2 separate regions of the Sus scrofa genome follow, and region 2 is linked to region 1. Evidence: chromatin contacts called from public Hi-C data. All regions are on one chromosome and are shown on one strand. Each heading gives the region's core, a stretch centred on a gene start, on an enhancer-like site or on the middle of the called end of the contact. The rest is flanking DNA. Distances are from core to core; before and after follow the strand shown. Region 1 has its middle 110 kb from the start of FAM20A. Region 2 overlaps LOC110255981 (a long non-coding RNA gene).

Region 1 (4,418 bases), core at 629-3,128:
AGCACGGGACAAACACCCCAGTCCCCTAGTTTTATTCCAAGACAACATATTTTTCTGAGATGGTCCAGGACATTTCTACAGAGTTTGAAAACTGTCACATGCAATTGTCTTCAACAACAAATTGCTGCCACACAGGGTCCCTGATATAAGGCCCTTGTCTTCTCAAAGACTTCAGACTAAGTATGTCTTTTTTTCATGGCTCTTATGACTATGACAGTCTACCAGGGGTGGTGTAGGAACTTGAACTAGGGGGCAAAGCTGCTTGCTCTTTTGGACAAAGAAAAGGGGTGACACGTGCGTTCCTAGGAGAACGTTGGGGCTTTTATCGTTAAAGAAAAAAAGCATTACTGCCCTAGGGTTATGGCTTTGGTTGGGAGGGAGCTGAAGAATAGAGCTTTTCTTTCTTTCTTTCTTTTAAATTTTTTGGTAATCCAGCTGTCTTTCAAAGGACTGAAGGTGGCTGAAGGACACTTTCAAACAATCGGGAAGGGGAGGTATCCACTGATGCCAGTGGCGGAATAGCTGACAGGGCTCAAGGTGACCTTGAGTGGAGATGCCTGTGTGAGTTGGAAAGGATGGGAAAGGGCCCATCAGAAGTAGGAAAGAGCGGATGCTCCTACCGTGGTTTAGTAGGTTAAGAACTTGACATATTGTCCGTGAGGCTCCAGGTTCGATCCCAGGCTTCGCTCAGTGGGTCAAGGATCTGGGGTTGCCACAAGGTCACAGAGGCGGCTGGGATCCTGCGTTGCTATGGCTGTGGCATAAGCTAGCAGCTGCAGCTCCGATTTGATCGGCTAGCCTGGGAATTTCCACATGCTGCAGGCATGGCCAAAAAAAAAAAAAAAAAAGAAGAAGAGAGCAGCTTTTAATCTACTCTCTGTTTTATAATCTCAGGCTCGGAAAACTGCCATGGGACTTGGCTTTTGTCAACTATCAGGATGCTGTGGGTGACCACAAAAATCCCACTCACTCTAAGACTAATGCTGTGAACTCTGGAATTCCCCAGCATGGCAAGGTGGACCACGAGTGGAGGTCTTTGCCTACACACCCAACCCTAGGCTACACAGAGGGATTATACTATTATTCAGCATTTCCAAAAGGCTCTTCCAAGGACGATGACCCCAATGATGCAAATCGAGAGATACTCCGGGAAAAAGTCATGTATGTTTCAGTAAGTTTGGAAAACATGTGGTTAAAGGAGTTAAACCATTTATTTCCTACAGGATGTCTCAGGGCTCCTAGTCTGCCGTGCCGAATTGTGTATCTCTAAGAAGGAGACGGTGTGTTTATTTCTGCAGTCAGGCTCCAGTGTGAAAAGTAGGTGATTCTGCATACTCTTGGGTTATACCAGTAACTCTACATTGTTGCCTCTGCTTAAAACTACAGAATCCGACATGGATTTGTGTCCTTGTGGGACCGTGTATGCTCTAAGAATAAACCAAACCAATGCCATATCTACAAGGAAAGGATTGTTGGCGGGGGGGGGGGGGGGAATTGGGTTGTAGGGAGGAAGAAGGCAGAGATTTGGAAAGTCAGCACCTCTGATTAAAGGTCAAGTGTCCATGATTCTAATTCTGAATCCTGGGATGACCTCTGCAGGGTCGCTCAACGTTTCTGGCCTGGTTTCCCCATACGCAAAGCAAAGCAGAAACCTGAAATGTAAGGGCATCAGAGACTTGGCGAAGATGACAAGGATTAAGCAAGCCCATGCCGTTAAAATGTTTTGAGCTCTGTGGTCAAATACATGGCCTAATGACAGGGTATGGTCTTGGCCACCAGCAGGATTAACTGAGGGGTTTGCCCAGCAGGCACAGACAGACTCTGTTCCCGCAGAACTGCGGGCAGCTGAAGTCCTGTGCAATCCGTGTGAGTCACGCCCTGTATGTACAAACACGCAAGCTGGCACCAAGGCCCTGCCCTGGGGCTATCATGGCTCACCTCCCCAAAAGACAGCCCTGAAGACTTGAAAAGAAAGGAACCCTAAACCGTGAGAGGTGGCCTTTCTGCTGGAGCAGGCAGAAACAAGACAAAATGGTACCTTCAACCCATATGGTACCCTCTTAGGGCTTTTCCTACACACTGGCAGTTTTAGGGCACTGCTCCAGTGGTTATTTGCCTAGTGTGTGCTAAATCCTACCAAAAAGATGGGATGCCCAAGAAAGGATACATCTAAAAAGTAATTTTCGGTGTCGGTGGTGGTGATGGCAAGCTTGTGTACACTGGGCATTAGGCAGTATCCTTCGTCTATATTTTATGCTTCCTCCTCCCTTGGCTGAGTCACTGGAGTTTCTTGGAATTAAAAAACCTGTGAGGCGTGGCCCGCAGCAGAGAAGCCTGATTCCTTTGAGTAGAGCAAGAGCGCCACCTTAAGTTGCATTCGAGTACTGCAGCCTCTACTTGAAAAGCTGTTCTGAAATGGAGCCCACGGAGAGACCTGATTCTCGTTTGCAACAAGCAGCAGTGCCATGGGAGTCTCAGGACTCGCTAGAAATCTTAAATTCTAACTCGCCATTTTGATTTCCATCATCATTTTGGGGCTCCTGGTTAATGACGTCCTCCCTCGAGACTTGAATTTAACCCCAAGTCCCAAAACAGATCAGATCCTTGAGCCGTTTCTACACAGCGGAGAAAACAGGGTGAAACGATTTGAAGCTTTCTTTCCTGGGGCTTCTTGCCAGGTGGGCTGCGCTGGTGACTTGTCCCTGTTGTGCCTCTTGCCTTCTCTCCACATTGTCCCCCAGCCCAGCCTCTGACTCTGCTTGCTTTACCTGTTTCTGTTCTCTGCCTCATACTATCCTAATATGAACCAGATGATACCGTCAAGAAATCGGTTGTGATGTCTAAGCGAAGACAGTCGGTGGATGGAGGATGCTCTTACCGAGGAATGTCGGCTTCGGGATGTTGGTTTCTAGTCTAGCCGTACATCAGAGGGACTGTGCGAGTCTCCTCTGTAGAGGGCGCCACAGTGATAGTTGCTAAGACCAGCCCGGATTGAATCTCAGCTCTGATGATTTATTTATTCATTCCGTATTAATTGAGCATCTGCTTCTGTTAAATACTGTTCTTGTGTGGGGGATTTATCAAGGAATAGGAAATATAAAAATCCTTGTCCTCATGGAACTTATGCTACAGCAGAAGGAGGCCAAGAGTAAGCATTATAAGCAAGGAAATCGGAGCTCCCCTTGTGGCTCAGCCAGTTAAGAACTCAACGTAATCTTCATGAGAATGTGGGTTTGATCCCTGGTCTCGCTCAGTGGGTTAAGGGTCCAGCATGGCCACAAGATGCGGTGTAGGTGCAGATGCAGCTCAGATCTGGGGTTGCTGTGGCTGTGGCGAAGGCCGGCAGCAGCCGCTCCTGTTGGACCCCCAGCCTCCAGACATCCACATGCCGCAGGCGTGGCCCTAAAAAGAAAATAAATAAATAAATAAAAATTTAAAATGAGCCTAGATAAAGTTACCAAGGGAATGAGTATAAGGAGAAGCAACATAAGGAAGATCCTAAAACAGAGGTTCTTGGCCGGGGGTCTGACTAGTGTCTTAAAGAGGAGCGTCAGGAGTTCACGCGAGAACTCGTGCATGGCAGGTCAGAGTCGATTGCAGTATTTGCGCCTTTAACTGCGAAGGCACTTCCATGGGTGTCTTAATTGTCTGTGACACTTTTTTGTCTGTGTGCAGCCTACTTCCCCAAGACTCAGTTTTCCTATCTACAAAATGGGTATAATTACAGCACCTCATAGGGTTATTGTGATCATTGAATGAGAAACTATAAGTAGGGTACTTAGCCCAGTTCCTGGCGCAAAGCATGTGCTCAAAAACCTTAGCTCAATACAAGCTTATAGTAGCATTTGAGTCAAGATTCTGCCGCCCACCGTGGGAGAAACCAACTTTGCAGATTCTGTCTTATCCAGGCTTATTCTGTTTGAATTTCTATAGGATCTATAAAAACAGATACAATATTTTCTATGGGCGATAAAACAGAAACATAAAATATTGAAAGGAAACCCCACACAATGGAATAGACACATTTTCACCAAACACACTAAGGTCCTAAAAGATGCAAAGAAATTCTGAGCAGCAATTGATGATGAAGATGATGAAATTTTTGATAACAGTTAAATGTAGAGAGTGTCAGATACTGTTTTAAGTATCATGTAGTAATTTATTTCATCCTCACAACAACTCTTTGAGGCAGGTACTAATATGATCCTCATGTTATAGCTGAGGACAGTGAACCCCAGAGAGGTTATGTGATTTGTCCAGTGTCACCCAGCTGGTAGGTGGCAGAGCTGGGGTGAATGGAATCTGACTCCAGGGTTCCAGGGACCACAAGAATGGACCCTTGGTATCTGAAGTCATCCTGAAAAGAAACGGAAGGGAAGAGGGCAAAGAAGAGGATACTTGGCATTTGCTTAAAGCCA
Region 2 (4,368 bases), core at 1,774-4,273, 90 kb before region 1:
CCTATTGCATCCAAAGAAAACACCCTATATTTTACATATTATGTAATGTAATATACTTCAAAAACTGTATATATATGTACCTAATATATATATATACACACACACACAATAAATCAGTATATAAAAAACTCATGAATATATACTCACATCCAGTTGTTTTCTTGCCACTGTGCAGGGCTGAGAATCATTGTTCGCTGGGCATGATAAGCCATAGAAAGTACTCAGCTGAGGCTGTGACTCCAGGGTTTGTAGCAGAATCAGTTGGCATGGTTTTAGAATTTCCTCCAGCAATATTCGACAGTCTGGGAGGAGGAACAAAGAAAATGGGTGGTTGCCTTTATTCAGAGTCAGGAATTGCTTAAAAAAAAAAAAAAAGACATGGCAGAAAATCAAGGGGTTTGAAGGTGTGAAGATTTTGAAAGTTCGCTGTCTTAACCTCAAAGTGTGACTTAACAGAGCCTTATGGGGCTGGGGAGGGGCACTGTTGGAGCTAAGCCTTTCGTGGCCCTTTATCCTTGATTTGTAAAATTCTGTGATGACTTGCCTTTGATGTGGGTCTCTTTTTGCTTCTGAGGCTGGGCTCCTAGAACGCTCTTTCAAACTAGAGGTTCCTTTCTCCCTGTATTTATATATTTTCTTCCTGCTGTTTCCTGTTTTGGAACTAGGGCTCCTGTTCCTATTGTTTGGCTGTTAGACCTTCTGGATTGATCCTTTCTCTCATATCTCTCTCCCCTCACCCAATATTTTTCATCTCTTTATCTTTCTTTGTTCTCTTTCTGGGAGAGAAACCAGGATGAACTCTATCTTCAAGTTTATCACGAGACATTTTTATTTAAAAATTTGCCTTCCAAAATAAAATAAAATAAAAAGGAGTTCCCGTCTTGGCTCAGCAGTTAGCAAACCTGATTAGCATCCATAAGGATGTAGGTTCGATCCCTGGCCTCACTCAGTGGGTTAAGGATCTGGCTTTGCTGTGGCTGTGGTGTAGGCCAGCAGCTGTAGCTCTGATTAGACCCCTAGCCTGGGAACCTCGATATGCCATGCCTGTGGCCCTAAAAAGACAAAACATAAATAAATAAAAAATAAAAAAAATTGTCTTTACTTGTTGGCAACTCTTCTTTGCTCCTCGATTAATAAATCCTTGTTTTATGGATATATTATCTCCTCATATCTCTCCAAGAATTCCTGGATTCTCTGTTCCCATGCTTTCCCTCCCTCCCTTCCTTCCTTCCTTATGTCTCTTTTTTCCTTAATTAACCTAAGTTCTAAGCAAATTGAGATATAAGGCAAGAAAAAAAAAAGTGAGGCAGACAAGAGGTCGAGAGGTGAAAACACCACTTTTATTTAATATTGAAAGCTCAGGTAGGGATGTAGCTTAGGGTGAGAGCCAAGTGGGCCTGTGAATTGAACCCCAGAATTGTAGACTTCTATACCCAGTCATGGGCAGTGCTTGACCCAGGCAGGGCTCCTCTGCAGGTGAGACTTCTATAGGGAGGAGCAGAAGGAAACATGCTCTGCCCTGGACAGACTCCCCAAAACAAAGAGAGGAGCCGAACGAAGCCTGTTAAGTTCTTCCCACATTAACCATTCTTCCCCACGGGAGGAGCAAGTGAGAATCTGGGAGAGGCCAAGAGTGTGTCCCATCTCCACTTGGGAAGGAGACACCAGAAGTTGGTAAGTTTCCCTGCTACCCTCTCCTGGGGGTAGAGGGTGAGTTCCTGGCCCCTGGCATTCTGTGTGTAAGAGCAGGTAAAGGTGTTGATGGTTATAAAGGTTGACTGCCGCCCTGACTTCCAGGATGACTCCGTATGTCCCCCTTCCACACCCTGTGATGTCAGAAGTCCCCAGTTTATGTGTCACTATGAGGCTGACCGTGGGGAGAAGCAGTTATTTTCTCAAGCCTCTGCTTTTATTCATGGCGTTATCTGCCCTCCTAAATAAGCTACTCCCTCTGTCTTGCTTTCCACTCTTTAAAATTCTCTCGATCTCTCCTATTCATAGATATCTCTTCTCCTGAAGTCACTGTCCTTGAGGATAATTTTATTCCTTTACTATGGAAACAGGTGCATAGAAGCCACAAGCTCTGGATTCTTACACTGGCTTTGTCACAAACTAATTATATGACTTCGGACAAGTTACTTGGCCTCTCTATGTCTTAGACTTTTCATCTGTAAAACAAAATGTTACAAGGTTTTGTTACCAAGTCCAAGATTGTATTGCTTACTGCACCACAGGCCAATGGCTGGAGAGACAATTGTTGGGACAAGGAACAGAGACTTTATTTGGAAAGAGAGCAGATTGAGGAGATGGTGGACTAGTGTCCCAAAGAACCATCTTACCTGAGTTAGAATACACTAAAAGGGGAGGGGAGTGTGGTCGGTTATTGCAAACTTCTTGGTGTAGGAATCCTTTGTTCTTGCAGCTATCCATGTAAGTCAGGTCAAGATGTTCTGTTAACCTCTAACTAGACAAATGTTATTCTCTGTCCTGCAACTGTTTCTCTCTCTATGAATGGAAAAAATGTGTTGTATCTCTAAAGGGCAGAGCCTTGAGAATGGGCTCTCCTGTTTATTTCAGGCAATAGGCAACATTCTGCTAGTGATTAACTTATAGCAAAAGCAATAGAACTCAAAGCCTAAAGTAAAAGAACAGATTCAATATGGAGTCATATTTGTTCTTCCCTGTAAGAGTTTAATGTTGTAATACCTGTAAAATGTTCATATCAATGTCTCACACATGGTGATAAATGTTAATTATCATCATTATAATTTCATTATCTTCTTGGCAGAGTTTGGGGAAGGGTAGGATGTAAATGTGAGTTCCTAACCCCATCTTTCCACTCAGTCTTCATAGTTCTCATTTTTATTGGTGTTCCACCCAGCTTGCGATTTCCATGAAGGCAGCGTTGATCTTTCTCTTATTCTTCGCTCTATCCATTTTACTTGGTGTCACACATAGCATGTGGTATGTGTCCAGGAAATATTTGTGGAGTGAATCAGTGAAAACAAATTCACTCATAATACTTCTTGTAGGAGGCACTATTGTGTAGTTATTGAGAACATGTGCTTTTGAATCAGACTTCTTGGGCTTGAGTTATTGCTGAGTCATTAACTGGTTGTATAACCTAAGATGCAGTTAAAAAAAAAATTTTTTTTTAAGGGCTGTGCCTGTGGCGTATGGAAGTTCCCAAGGGTAGTTGTGAGGGAAACCACATAAACCTTAGCACAGAGCCTAGCACGTGGTACATACGTGCTCAGTAAGTATTAGCTGTGAAGATGAGGACCATGGCAAAGATGGCCATGGCAATGACAATGATAAGAGCAATGGTGATGACGATGTTGCTAGTGATGCTAGGGACAAAATGACTCCGCTGGCTTGAGATGCCAGTAAGTGCAGAGGTCATATGCTCTGGTTAGTCAGCTGAACCTGGAATTAAATGTCTGTTCCGTCTCACTGATTGCACGGCGGCCGTGGGCAAGCTCCTCAATCTAGTTACACTTCAGCATCTTTGTCTGCAAAAACAGTCACTCTTTCACAGGGCTGTTGGGAAGTTCAAATAGGACATTGTATGCCATATGTCATCAGCTCAAGGATGCACATTGTTCTTATTTTAACACCTGTGAAATCAAGGATGCATCTTCCAGTTATTTCCAGGTGGTGCATACATTTGATATTTGTGAAGCGGGTATTCATCATTGGAGAAAGGACCACAGTTCCATGTTTTTACCTGCAAAACAATGACTGCGTCATGAGACCTAAAGAAGGGATTCCTGAATACATAAGGCTGTTTTATGTATTTCTTTTTTTGGGAAACACATGTGGGAAGAATTACCTGAGGCATATGGAAGTTCCTGGGCCAGGGATTGAATCTGAGCTGTAGCTGCAACCTACACTGCAGCTGCAGCAATACCAGACCCTCCTAACCCATTGCACCAGGCCGGGGATCAAACCCATACCTCCACCGTGACCTGAGCTGCTGCAGTTGGAGTCCTAACCCACTGCACCATAGCGGGATCCCTGGAGGAGTTTTTGATTCCCATGCCAAGCTATGTAATTGAAGGCAGGAGAAATTGTGACATTCCACAGACTAGAGGAAAGAAATTTCAAAGCAACGAGAGGTTGTTGTGATTGATTGCAGCATGATCAAGAAAGTACCAACATCAAAAGTTTCAGAACAGGTGTCAGTGTTAAAAGAAAATCCTAGGGGAGAATCATCAGTTGCCTGAAGCTCGATTTCATGTGGAAAAACATGGATATTGAAGGCTCTGATTTGAAAAACAATTTAGAACATTCAGACTCTGAACGTTTAAAATCTCTTATATTTTCTTTCTCATTAAGACACACAAGGGATATATGATAGCAGTCACT

What was found. Hi-C and Micro-C count contacts between places; a contact is called where the count stands out from the background.
Region 2: a Hi-C map of embryonic fibroblasts shows a contact between it and region 1, with 2.3 times the contacts expected there. The contact joins two enhancer-like sites. A contact is called at or near these places in 7 of 47 Hi-C or Micro-C datasets (adipocytes, embryonic fibroblasts, fibroblasts and 3 more) and 1 of 2 datasets of contacts at active chromatin or transcription factors (alveolar macrophages).

What each region holds. Positions count from the first base shown.
Region 1 is chr12:11,496,026-11,500,443 of Sscrofa11.1, reverse strand. No RefSeq gene overlaps it. Among named protein-coding and RNA genes, the nearest start is that of FAM20A, 110 kb to the left of the region's middle. Within about 2 kb of position 1,878, at least 25 of the 83 cell types and tissues checked have an H3K27ac peak or open chromatin away from gene starts, as enhancers often do. A contact at or near this core is called in embryonic fibroblasts, where this site is marked.
Region 2 is chr12:11,587,011-11,591,378 of Sscrofa11.1, reverse strand. All of the region lies in intron 1 of LOC110255981 (a long non-coding RNA gene), which reads left to right. Among named protein-coding and RNA genes, the nearest start is that of FAM20A, 17 kb to the left of the region's middle. Within about 2 kb of position 3,023, at least 3 of the 83 cell types and tissues checked have an H3K27ac peak or open chromatin away from gene starts, as enhancers often do. A contact at or near this core is called in embryonic fibroblasts, where this site is marked.